Regions from separate parts of the Mus musculus genome. Here region 2 is linked to region 1. Evidence: chromatin contacts called from public HiChIP or PLAC-seq data. All regions are on one chromosome and are shown on one strand. Each heading gives the region's core, a stretch centred on a gene start, on an enhancer-like site or on the middle of the called end of the contact. The rest is flanking DNA. Distances are from core to core; before and after follow the strand shown. Region 1 has its middle 18 kb from the start of Gm22269. Region 2 overlaps Tm4sf1 (transmembrane 4 superfamily member 1).

The links. HiChIP or PLAC-seq counts read pairs in DNA pulled down with a chosen protein or histone mark.
Region 2: a contact with region 1 is called in a FOXA1 HiChIP or PLAC-seq map of pancreatic cancer cells. The contact joins two enhancer-like sites. A contact is called at or near these places in 1 of 115 datasets of contacts at active chromatin or transcription factors (pancreatic cancer cells) and 2 of 9 other capture datasets (liver and pancreatic islet).

Annotation. Positions count from the first base shown.
Region 1 is chr3:57,069,379-57,075,464 of GRCm38.p6, reverse strand. No RefSeq gene overlaps it. Among named protein-coding and RNA genes, the nearest start is that of Gm22269, 18 kb to the right of the region's middle. Within about 2 kb of position 1,309, at least 29 of the 459 cell types and tissues checked have an H3K27ac peak or open chromatin away from gene starts, as enhancers often do. A contact at or near this core is called in pancreatic cancer cells, where this site is marked.
Region 2 is chr3:57,287,363-57,293,080 of GRCm38.p6, reverse strand. It overlaps Tm4sf1 (transmembrane 4 superfamily member 1), which reads left to right. Exons shown (of 7, transcript NM_008536.4): 4 at 1-68; 5 at 156-301; 6 at 3,212-3,392; 7 at 5,311-5,718. The coding sequence ends at 5,325. Among named protein-coding and RNA genes, the nearest start is that of Tm4sf1, 12 kb to the left of the region's middle. Within about 2 kb of position 3,905, at least 60 of the 459 cell types and tissues checked have an H3K27ac peak or open chromatin away from gene starts, as enhancers often do. A contact at or near this core is called in pancreatic cancer cells, where this site is marked.

The DNA of each region.
Region 1 (6,086 bases), core at 60-2,559:
TCATGGGTGTCCTGTCATGTCTTCTGAAGAGGCTTTGATGGACTTAAACTTGAGAATTTTCAACGATTACTTCAAATTGCCTAGATGGTCTTAAAACTGTGATTCTACGTTCTATCAAGTGAGGAGGTAGGCATGCAGACGACTTAACTAATTTCTTTTTTTAAAAAAGCTTGAAATCTGATGCCATCACAATTTACAGTTGTAGAATAAGGAAGTTGGCAGTGAAGCACACTGAATCCAAAATATTCTGGCCAAAGGCAGAATAGTCATTTCTCCCGTAAGAGCTGACACTGCATAGTTCTCTTTCTGGCCAAAGTCCTTCTCATAATCTACTGAAAAAAAAACAGAAAATTCAAGTTTAGGAGGCTGCTCTTACCTCACTCAGAGACAAATTGGAGCGTAGATAAAATAAGGATAGCTAGCAGCTACACAGCTGTATCTGAAGCCTTGAGAGCAGGATATAAGAGCAAACTGAATGTTTTGGTTTCTGGAAGAACAAATGATACTATCCTGTATGGAAATAATGTTATTTGCATGAATATACAAATCTGTGGTAAATCATTTGTTCAGACCTCAACAGAGACTGACTGAGCAAACAGACAAAAGCAAAACAGGATATTGAGTGGTTGCTGTGAACATTTTACTTCCAATGATTTTAGTCAGTCATTCCACAAAACTTCCAGAACCTTCTCAGAGGGGACATGACTCACCAGAGGTGTTATTTTGGGGCTAGAAGCCAAGCGATATAACTGATGTTAGTCCACTGAGCACCACCAGTGTAATTACCACCATCTGCCAGAGCTGGAAAGAACATTTCTTATTCTCTCTTGAGACACACTTTTTGTTGTTGTTTAGAGTCAGAGACTATGTTGCCATGGGTATGCCAGACTCACTATGTAGACCAGGCTATCCTCAAACTCAAGGAAATCTGATGGTCTTTGCTCCTGAGTGTTGTGATTAAAGAAATATACCACCATGCCTGGCTTTTCACCATCATTCTAAGAGTTCTTTAAAAAAAAGAGATCTATTTATTTATTTATTTATTTAAAAAAATGATTTGATTCTTCGTGAGTTCCACATAATGTACCCCAGTGCCACTTGATTTCCCTTCTCTTGCATCTGCCCTCTGCCCTTGCAACTTCCCCACAAAAATTTAAAAAATTAAAAACCACAAGCGAAACAAAAGCATAGAAAATATCTCACTGTGGAAGCTGCAGTGTGTCACAGTGTGTTCCACAGTATACTCCTCTGTCCACACATCTTTACTTGCAAATGTTTATTGTACTGAGTCATTGATCTGGTTTGAGATCTCTGGCTTCCACTGCACCACCAACCCCAGATCCTCACTGGCATTCTCCTCTGTCCTCCTGTGCGTCCTGTATCATATAGAGATCCTGCAGTCTTGGATCTGCAGCACTGGCCCCTTAACAGACTCCAGAAGTTCGTAGATGAGGTAGGTTTGGGGGTTAGCCAACTCAAAGCCCTGGATCTAGTCCTGGGGTAGTGATTGAGATGGCTAACCCACTAGCTTTCTCATACCTGTACCACAAGGGCAAGCTCTCTAGTACTGCCCAGGCTAGTTCACCCAATGCTGCAGCTGGCAGGGGTATGCTCAGGTCTCTAGCTCTCACACTCTTGGGATTGGCTCACCCATGCCCTGCCACTAGTGTTAGTTCCACTGTGCTAGGTGCAGGGTCCACTCTTCCAGTGCTGTCACTAGTGAGAGGTAGGGCCACCTCTGCACAGTCTTTGGGCATCTATCTGGTCCCAGGTAACTGTCTAGACTAGAAATATCTGCATGGTTTTTAGTGGTAATCTGAACCACAGATATAGTGTCATATCCCTGCTGCTACATGGCCATGGACCCAGACATGGGTCCTCAGTGGCACCATGGGCTAGTATTTCACCACAGCTTCAGGTGGTGGGGTAGGGTACTCATAATAGGCAATTCTTCTCCACTCTTGCATCCCTGGTTCCACCTCTCTTTATAATGCTGGAAACTGTTCTGCTTTTTTTCTCTCCCATCTGTCCACCACTTCCTGCTGTGGGTGGTCCATACAGCTGAAAGGCCTCTAAGTGCCTTCCTCCACCAGCACTGTGCTACATTGCATGGCAGCAGGCAAGTCCTCTACCTGCCTGTGCTGTGCAGTATGGTTGAAGGTGGACCTCTGTGTGCCTACACCCTACTTGTGCCCAGTGGCGGTGGGCTGACCTCTGGGTGTCCTCTGCTCAACTAAGCCACCATGTGGCATGGAGATAGTTGGATCTCTGGATGCCTTCCTCTTCCCCTGGCTGCTTTCTTTTCTTTTATTTCTTTCTCTCTCTCTCTCTCTCTCTCTCTCTCTCTCTCTCTCTCTCTCTCTCTTTCTTTCTTTCTTTCTTTCTTTCTTTCTATGTACATGTGTGCCTGAATGTATGTGTAGCACATGTGTTCAGGGCTTATGGAAGCCAGAAGAGGACATCAAATCCCTTGGAGTTAGAGTTAGAGATGGTCATCATTTGCCTGATATGGGTGCTGGGAATTAAACCCAAGTCCTCTTCAAGATCTAAAAGTCTTCTTAACCACTTAATTTCCTTCCCAGCCCTTGGCTTCATTTTGTAGATACAGCTTTTATATAACTGTACTTAACCATAGCATCTTCATGCTTTTCCTGTGTAGATATCTCAGGAGAGAATGCCTCCTTCCTAGTGATCAGGTATTAATAAATCTGTATTAGTCAGGGTTCTCTAGAGTCATAGAACTTGTGGAATGGGTATAAAGTTTATTGGAATGACTGATAGGCTATCGTCCAGCTAATCCAACAGCAGCTAGCTATAAATAGAAAGTCCAAGAATTCAGTAGTTGCTTATTCCTGAAAAGATGGATGTTTTAGCTGGTCTTTTGAATATGCTGGAATTCTAAGGATGTAGGTTCTAATGCCTATGAAGGAATGGATGTACTAGAAAGGCTAACAGGCAAAGAGTAAAAGCTTCCTTCTTCCATGTTGTTGTATAGGCTTCCATCATAAGATGTCACCCAGATTAAAGGTGAGTCTTCCCACCTTAAGATTCAAATTAAAGGACTTTCTCCCAGTCTTTAAGATCCAGATCTAAAGTGTATGTCTTCCCACCTCAAAATAAACAGGATTGCTCTCATAACTGTGGCCTCTATTTCTGGATTGTAGTACACAGGACCTTAGGGAATGGAAAGAAATAATTCCTTCAAAGTAGATAAGGAAGGGCATCAGATAATTTAAATACAGGCATTCAAGCTACCATCCATAACAGAAGCTTGTCTAAGACTCTTTATACCAACTATCTGCTTCTGAAATACTTGGCATTGGATTTGCACTTCTCTTCCTAAATGTGCCATCATGGATGTCATTGTGTTTAGTTTGGTGTTTAGCTCTTATTCCAGCTCATGTCAACTCTTTTGTCTGGCTAGATAATCAGACACCAGAGAGCAGTGACCACGGCTTTCATATTTGTAACCTTCTCCCAGGGAGCCAGTCTCATAAATGACAGCAGAATTCGTGTTTTACTTTGATGAAGCTGCTATAAGAATGAGTCAAACCATCTCAGTAAGCTAAAGAGAAATTAGATTGTGTAAATATTCTGAGCCTATGTCCTCATGAAAGGGAAGGTAACTCAATCACAAAAGAACTCACATGATATGTACTCACTGATAAGTGGATATTAGCCCAGAAACTTAGAATACCCAAGATATAAGATACAATTTCGAAACACATGAAGCTCAGGAAGAATAAAGACCAAGGTGTGGATACTTTGCCCCTTCTTGGAATTGGGAGTAAGGCCATGGGTGCTACAGAGACAGAGTTTGGAGCTGAGACGAAAGGATGGACCATCTAGAGGCTGCCATACCCGGGGAATCTTCCCATAATCAGCCTCCAAACACTGACACCATTGTATACACTAGCAAGAGTTTGCTGAAAGGACCCTGATATAGCTGTCTCTTATGAGACTATGCCGGGGCCTAGCAAACACAGAAGTGGATGTTCACAGTCAGCTATTGGATGGGTCACAGGGCCCCCAATGGAGGAGCAGGAGGAAGTACCCCGGGAGCTGGGGGGATCTGCAACCCTATAGGTGGAACAACATTATGAACTAACCAGTACCCCCCCACCCCTACCCCCAGAGCTCGTGACTCTAGCTGCATATGTATCAGAAGATGGCCTGGTCGGCCATCAGTGGAAAGAGAGGCCCATTGGTCGTGCAGACTTTATATGCCTCAGTACAGGGGAACGCCAGGGCCAAGAGGTGGGAGTGGGTGGATGGGGGAGTGGGTGTGGGAGGGTGTGGGGGACTTTTGGGATAGCATTGGAAATGTAAATGAAATAAATACCCAATAATTAGAAAAAGAAACTAATTGGTAAACACTTTGTAAATGAATGAAAACTTTTTTTTTTTTTAATTTTCTTCTTCTTTTTTTCCTTTGTCTTCTCTGGTAGGGTACCCTAAAGCTGTGATAAAGATTATAGCAGGTAAAGACATGACATCTAAAACATAACTAACATCATTATAAGGCTTCACATAAATGAGTCTTTTTGAAGATATTTGTTACAAATATTCTGTTTTGTTGTATTTGTTAAAAGAATTGTATTTTGTAATGTTGCCCATTGGGAAAATCTTTGTATCCTAATATACATCTTCTTACATTTCTTTGTACTCATATACTTTGGTTTCAGGCAGAGCACATGGGTAATCACATGTTGGGACAGGGAAAGTACTTAAATACCCTTTCCCACTGAGTTCAGTCACTGTTCATTCCTCATGATGCTAGAGGCTATATAATTTCTACTGACTAATTGCTGTATTAATAACTGCCCCTATTAGAGAGAGAGAGAGAGGGAGAGAGAGAGAGAATGAATAGGAAAGAGACATAACTACAACCATATGGTGGTTAAGATTTCAGTTGGGTACATGGGTTGTATAAGACCCATCTCAGTTTCAGAGTTTTCGAAGAATGTGAATTTAGTATTCAGGAAATACAGTAACATAATGGAAGGAAGAGAGTGGGTGGGCCTTAGTAAGTGGAAAGTCATTCAACCTCCCAGATCACAGTGGCGACAGGTGATCCTCTATTTGGAGGGCGCTCACACTACAGTTCTTTCTACCATGTCAATTGCTCTCATTTGTAAATAGCTTTCATAAACCCAAAGTGGAAAGTAAATTACCTTTACTTTTCATCTTTCTTCATCAACCTCAGTCAGTTTCATTGTAGAATCGGCTGTACTCTCTGACCCCTTTCAGGAACTGTTATTTTCTTTTTCTTTTTTTTTTTTTCCATTTTTTATTAGGTATTTAACTCATTTACATTTCCAATGCTATACCAAAAGTCCCCCATATCCACCCACCCCCACTCCCCTGCCCACCCACTCCCCCTTTTTGGCCCTGGTGTTCCCCTGTACTGGGGCATATAAAGTTTGCAAGTCCAATGGGCCTCTCTTTCCAGTGATGGCCGACTAGGCCATCTTTTGATATATATGCAGCTAGAGTCAAGAGCTCTGGGGTACTGGTTAGTTCATAATGTTGTTCCACCTATAGGGTTGCAGATCCCTTTAGCTCCTTGGCTACTTTCTCTAGCTCCTCCATTGGGAGCCCTATGATCCATCCATTAGCTGACTGTGAGCATCCACTTCTGTGTTTGCTAGGCCCCGGCATAGTCTCACAAGAGACAGCTACATCTGGGTCCTTTCAATAAAATCTTGCTAGTGTATGCAATGGTGTCAGCGTTTGGATGCTGATTATGGGGTGGATCCCTGGATATGGCAGTCTCTACATGGTCCATCCTTTCATCTCAGCTCCAAACTTTGTCTCTGTAACTCCTTCCATGGGTGTTTTGTTCCCAAATCTAAGGAGGGGCATAGTGTCCACACTTCAGTCTTCATTCTTCTTGAGTTTCATGTGTTTAGCAAATTATATCTTATATCTTGGGTATCCTAGGTTTGGGGCTAATATCCACTTATCAGTGAATACATATTGTGTGAGTTTCTTTGTGAATGTGTTACCTCACTCAGGATGATGCCCTCCAGGTCCATCCATTTGGCTAGGAATTTCATAAATTCATTCTTTTTAATAGCTGAGTA
Region 2 (5,718 bases), core at 2,656-5,155, 220 kb before region 1:
TCATTGGGATGGATGAAGAGGACTGCTGTGGTTGCTGCGGCTACGAAAACTACGGCAAGCGATGCTCGGTAAGCCTCCTGGTGCTGCGCCCTGGTGGATGTGCTTCGTTCCTGACACAGGATGGAGGCTCACTTCTTGCTTTTTCCTTTCCATAGATGCTTTCTTCTGTACTGGCTGCTCTGATTGGAATCGTGGGATCTGCTTACTGTGTCATTGTGGCATCACTGGGTTTGGCAGAAGGACCAAAGTGCAGCGATGCCCATGGAGTATGGAACTACACCTTTGCCAGCACTGAGGGACAGTATGTAACTGTTCTTTAACTAGTAACACATTCTTAACCACAATGCTTAAAACTAAGTTATCTATCTATCCACCCATCCAATATTTCCTTACTCCAAATCATGCAGTATGTAAGGCTAGATGGGCAGTCATGAACCTGGGGAAATTCTAATCAGTGAATATACTATTGCATATATTCACTGATTTTGTTCTTACCACGACCGTATGGAGATGCTCCCATAATTCCTTTTCTTTTACAAATGAGAAAAGGAGGCAGGGAAGGATGAAGTGATTTGTCCAAGGTCTCATTGCTAGAAAGTACTAGTGAATCTCTGAATCCAGGTTGTCTGCCTCATAGCGTTTGTGCTCAGCTAGTATGTGCTGCAAACCCCCAATGACACTCAGGTCAAATGTAGCACATTTTACTAGGTCATAGGACAGTATTATAGTATTTTTATGTATTCAAAACCTAGGACAAACAATTCTTCCACCCTATGCCTGCATATTGTGAAGCATGTATAACACACACACCCTTGATTCAAGTTACCAAGAGACAGAGCAAAGGTCTTCCCCACTACTCCAGCTTCAGTGTCGTTAAGAGAGGCCCATTGTCTTATGCTGGGATTTTCTGTTTTTAGTCAGTTATGACAGAAGAACAGAATCAGAAAAGCTGGTGATGGATGAGTATCGATTGTTCTTTCCTGACTTGCCTTCTTTAAAAGAAAAGATATTGTGTGTGTTCGCGTGTGCGTGCATGCGTGTATGCATATGTGAGTGTAGGTTCCAACAGAGTTCAGAATGAAGTGCCAGATATCCCCGGGTTGAGCTCCTTACTCACTCTCTAAGAACAGGAAGGTGTGAACTAATTTTCCCGTCTCTCAGTGACTTCATCTAGAGAATGGCAGTTGTCATGAGCATTAATGAGGCGATCCGTGTGAAATGCTCATGTGATGGCTGACATATTGTGATCACTGTCAGAATTAGTTTAGGATGAACATGAAAGAATGGTAGCCTCTGAAGAAAACCCAGTACTTATTGGAGTTGGAGTCTTAATGCCTCCAACTGTCATCAACTTTGCTCAGAACATAATGTGCTCATAGAAAATGATCTCAGGTGCATACAGGGTTATGTCTATTACTAAACAGATTTTAAGAGCTGTTTGTACATCTGTCTCACTACTCATTTATGCTTCTCAAAAAAAGGTCTTTTTTCTTCTAGATCATTCTTTATTTGAATCTGTTTAGGGATCTCAATACATAGAATAACTAACAGTTCCAAGCCACCGATTAAATTTTCAGTAGCTAAATAGAGCTAAAGAAAATTTTGACTCTGTGTGACCTGAATAACAGCCTTTGTTTTACTGACAAGCAGAAACACGGGGACAGAATGCCATATTCTTGTTCTGTTTTGATTTTTTTAGGGGTGGAGTGGTGGTGGTAAGTTTTGTCTTAAACCAACAAGTTGACTCTCTTATTGGCTCAGTGTACTGTTCCAATGTTAGATGTTTGGTTTCAAGCTGGGGCAGGAAGAAGTGATAAGAAATTGTACCAGGTCTTGTTGTTGGGTTAAGTCACTCCTGGATGTTCCCACATGATTGAATCCTACTTTACGGGGAATCCAAATTCTACTCTGGAGTAGCAGTGGCTGACATGCTAGGAAAGAGATCCAAGGCATGCCTATGTTTGTATGTATGTATGTATGTATGTATCTACATACACACATACACACACACACACACACACACACACACATGTGCGAGAAGAAATTTCTCACGTTGTGTATATATAAAGTCACATATGACCTTAATATGGTCTGGTGATTTTTTAACAAGGAGAGTTCAGGGTGTTATTTATCATTCTGTGATTTTTAAACATACACAATGTCCCAGATACTGTGCTGGTAGCTGGGTGTAAGAAGAATAGGCCCTGCCCCTGCCTGCATGGAACTGAGCCTTGCAGAGTGGGTATAAACAGGTCTTCTCTTGGGAAGGTTTTTTTTTGATGGTAGCCTTTCACTTTGTTTCCCTGATCCCCATACTTGGCATTGATGTTCTCAATCCGTGTTCTTCTGCTGGAGTCCATGTTCTTTCAGAACAGAATGCTCCTTACGGTGCAGCTCTAGCTCAATGTTGCACTCACACAGCAGCAGATCAGCCATCTTGGTCTAATAACTGAATAAAAGGTGCTCTTCATTGCTACAGAGCATGATATCATGAAAGTAAAGAGGCTGAACTCAAATCCTTCTACTTTCTATTGGGAATTAACTTTTTGCTTAAAAATTTAAAAACAATTTATATCAACAAATTTCATTTGAAAATGAAAGCCTCTTGAGTTTTAACTTGGCAGAATTTGGATACTTTTCAAAAGAGGAAAGTGCTTAATATCTTAATAAAGTGATAATTAAGATCCCAAAGTTTAAAGTATACTGTAAAATATATTTTCCAAATAAAAAATTTACTCAATAGCTTGCTCATAGACAAAGATTAAGCAATGATAAACCTGGGTAACAGAACAGAAATATGCTTTGTAAGTTTACTACCCCAGCCTGAATTGTTTCCATTTTTCCATTTTTACTTTTAGTTCACAGCCATATGATACAAGACATGGTGTTAATCATGATGCTAATATATGTTTGCTTTTCTTTCTCACAAGAAGTCATATGTCTTTTAAAGAATATAAAAATCTCTCATGTGTGAATTTTTTAACCACAGAATCCTAGATTGGTGTCAAAATTTGTGTTTTAATTTTATGTTTATCATTGGGATAATCTTTGGGCTAAACCCTTCCATTTGTTGGAACGGTGTAGCTAGCACATAACATTGTGTTAATTCATTTCCATGTTTCTGAATGAAAATCTCTAAACAATAAAGGCAAGTTATGAGATATCCTCTTAAACTGTGGCCACGTGTCTGAAGTTCCTCTTCTGTCCACAGGTACCTTCTGAATTCCTCTATGTGGTCCAAGTGCTATGAGCCCAAGCATATTGTGGAGTGGCATGTGACTCTATTTTCTATCCTCTTGGCTTTTGCCGCAGTTGAATTCATCTTGTGTCTCATTCAAGTAATAAATGGAATGCTTGGAGGCTTATGTGGCTATTGCTGCTCTCGCCAACAGGTGAGAACTTGTGGGACTGTGTGGAGGTCTAGCCCTGTAGTGGCAACAAGGCCCCATTCTTCTCCGTAAAGGCAAAACCAGGCACAGGCAACAAACTAGAACCTACTCTCACTTCATCTTTGTGGGGAGGCATTTCTTACATTCAATTTTGGCTACAGTACTGAGTCTCACAGACTAAGTCGTCTTGGCTTGTAGATCATTCTGTGGGCACAGAAACACTTGCCTATAGACACAGTTCCTCCTTCAAGTCAAGTCCCCTGTATGTTCCACCCACCCAGCTCTGGTTACAGGTATGAGTGTCAAGATACTTAACCTTCATGTTCCTAAGTACACAGGAATAGTACCCAACACTGATTCCATAAGATGTAGCACTCGTCTCACTCCCCATTCACATGCTCAACTCAAGCACTGAACAAGATGCTTAAGTTCACTTACTCAGGAGGTAACAGACTTCAACTCCTCAGTTATTTTATGCCCAAGCCCTTCCTCTTAACCTTGGTGCTGCATTTCCTGTCCTGTTTGGTTCCCTGTAATTCTTTCCTAATAAGGAATAACAAAAATGCCTTACCCTTACTCTGTAAGCATGGAGTGCAATTATTAGCCTTTGAATGTCCTTGTGAAAGAAACTCTATGTGAAAGAAAGCCAGGAAGCTCTCATTTCCTGTGGATATGACTCAGGAATGAAATATCCACTTGTTTGTAACAGAGAAAGTTATTTTTTTTTCTGTTTTATTGAAATATTTTTTCTATGTCTCTATAAATCATATATTATTGAACAGATGGGAAGTTAAAATCGGCCCATTTTGGGAAGTTGCTGTTTTATGTCTTATTATTTAAGACAAGATAAAGTAAACTTATTTCACTTATATTTTCTATTTCATTCCATTTATCTCCTAATTCAATGTCTTTTGACTTTCCTTGGAAATAAGGCAAAACAAAACCAAAACAAAACAACACCCCCCCCCCCGCAAATATAAAAATAAAAAACCAGCAAACAAATAAAACCTAATAGAAACTAAAAGTCAGGGCTACTGGGAAACCCTTTGCTATAAATATATGGGAAAGTTTTATTCATTTTGAGAGGAAGTTACAATTTATTTCTAGCTTTATCTATCAGGCAAATCCACAAGGTTAAGAATTTCTTTGGGATCCTGCCAAATTTCCAGGAAAACAGCCTAGTGGGAAAACTTTTGTATGGCATTGTTTTTTGTAAGGCAACTGAGGGGAAGAACAAAATCAACCTTTGAGATTGATTCCTAAACGCAAACCTATGCTGTTCCTTGAAACGCAGACAAAGCAGAGAATAAACTCAGCTGCTGCTGGCCTTTGGTGCTGGGGCATTTGGGGCATAGGCGTAAGGAGTAAGTAGGTGGACAAAATTGGTTCTGTGTTTTGTGAGGAGAGATAACTTCCTGAGGTGGAGGCAAGCATGTGGTCTGTGGTCAGAGTCACTGTAGAAAGTGCTGTTTCTTAACATTTCGAAAGATCTATGACCTTTGTTTGCAAGACAAAAGGTGCTCTCTCAGGACAGGGGATTTAGTTTAGGAGAGCTGACTCCTAACTTGGTAGCATTTGATTTGAAAGGTTAACTAGGGTAACCCCACACCAGTGGGAAATTCCCACGGCATTATTTTAAGTTACTCCCCAAGAATTGCGACCCAACACAAACACACTACAAGCCAATTCTGTGTCAGTATCCTGAAGTTTCCATGAACACTTTCTGTAAATTTTCCTGGGGAAGTAAGTGGGTCTGGTTTGTTTGGGAAACATTTTGTGAGCTCTGTCTGATCCCTAATGGTGTGGCGGGCCTAGTTTTGATGAAAAAAAAATTATTCTATGTTATGTTTGCTTTGAATAAGACTGTGCATTTTGTGTTGTCACTGGTAATAAGCTAATGTAAATTTTATTTTCTTTACAGCAATATAACTGCTAAAAAAGAACACAAGACAGAAGGGCGTGCTTCCTGTATTTCACTGTAATTTGTATATTTTCCCTGTGTTGTGAGACTTTGCACCTTGTGCCACATCCTACCCTTTCTGCTTTTGTAAGGAAATGTGCTGACGTCATCACATGATGTCAGTGTTTACATTCACAAAACAAACAAGGCAGCAAACTGCACTCTCTCCGAAGGGATTTTACAGACTTAAGGACTGTTCTCAGCATAGCTGAGATAAACTCTTCAGTGTTTGAGATAAAAATCAGAGCTAACTATTGTGCATATGTGCATTTTTTTTTAAATAAAAGATCTCCGATTTCCTTTTTAAGACCAAGAAGGACCAAAATAAAAAAAAAAGAAAAACAAGAAAGATATATTTTACTGTTCATA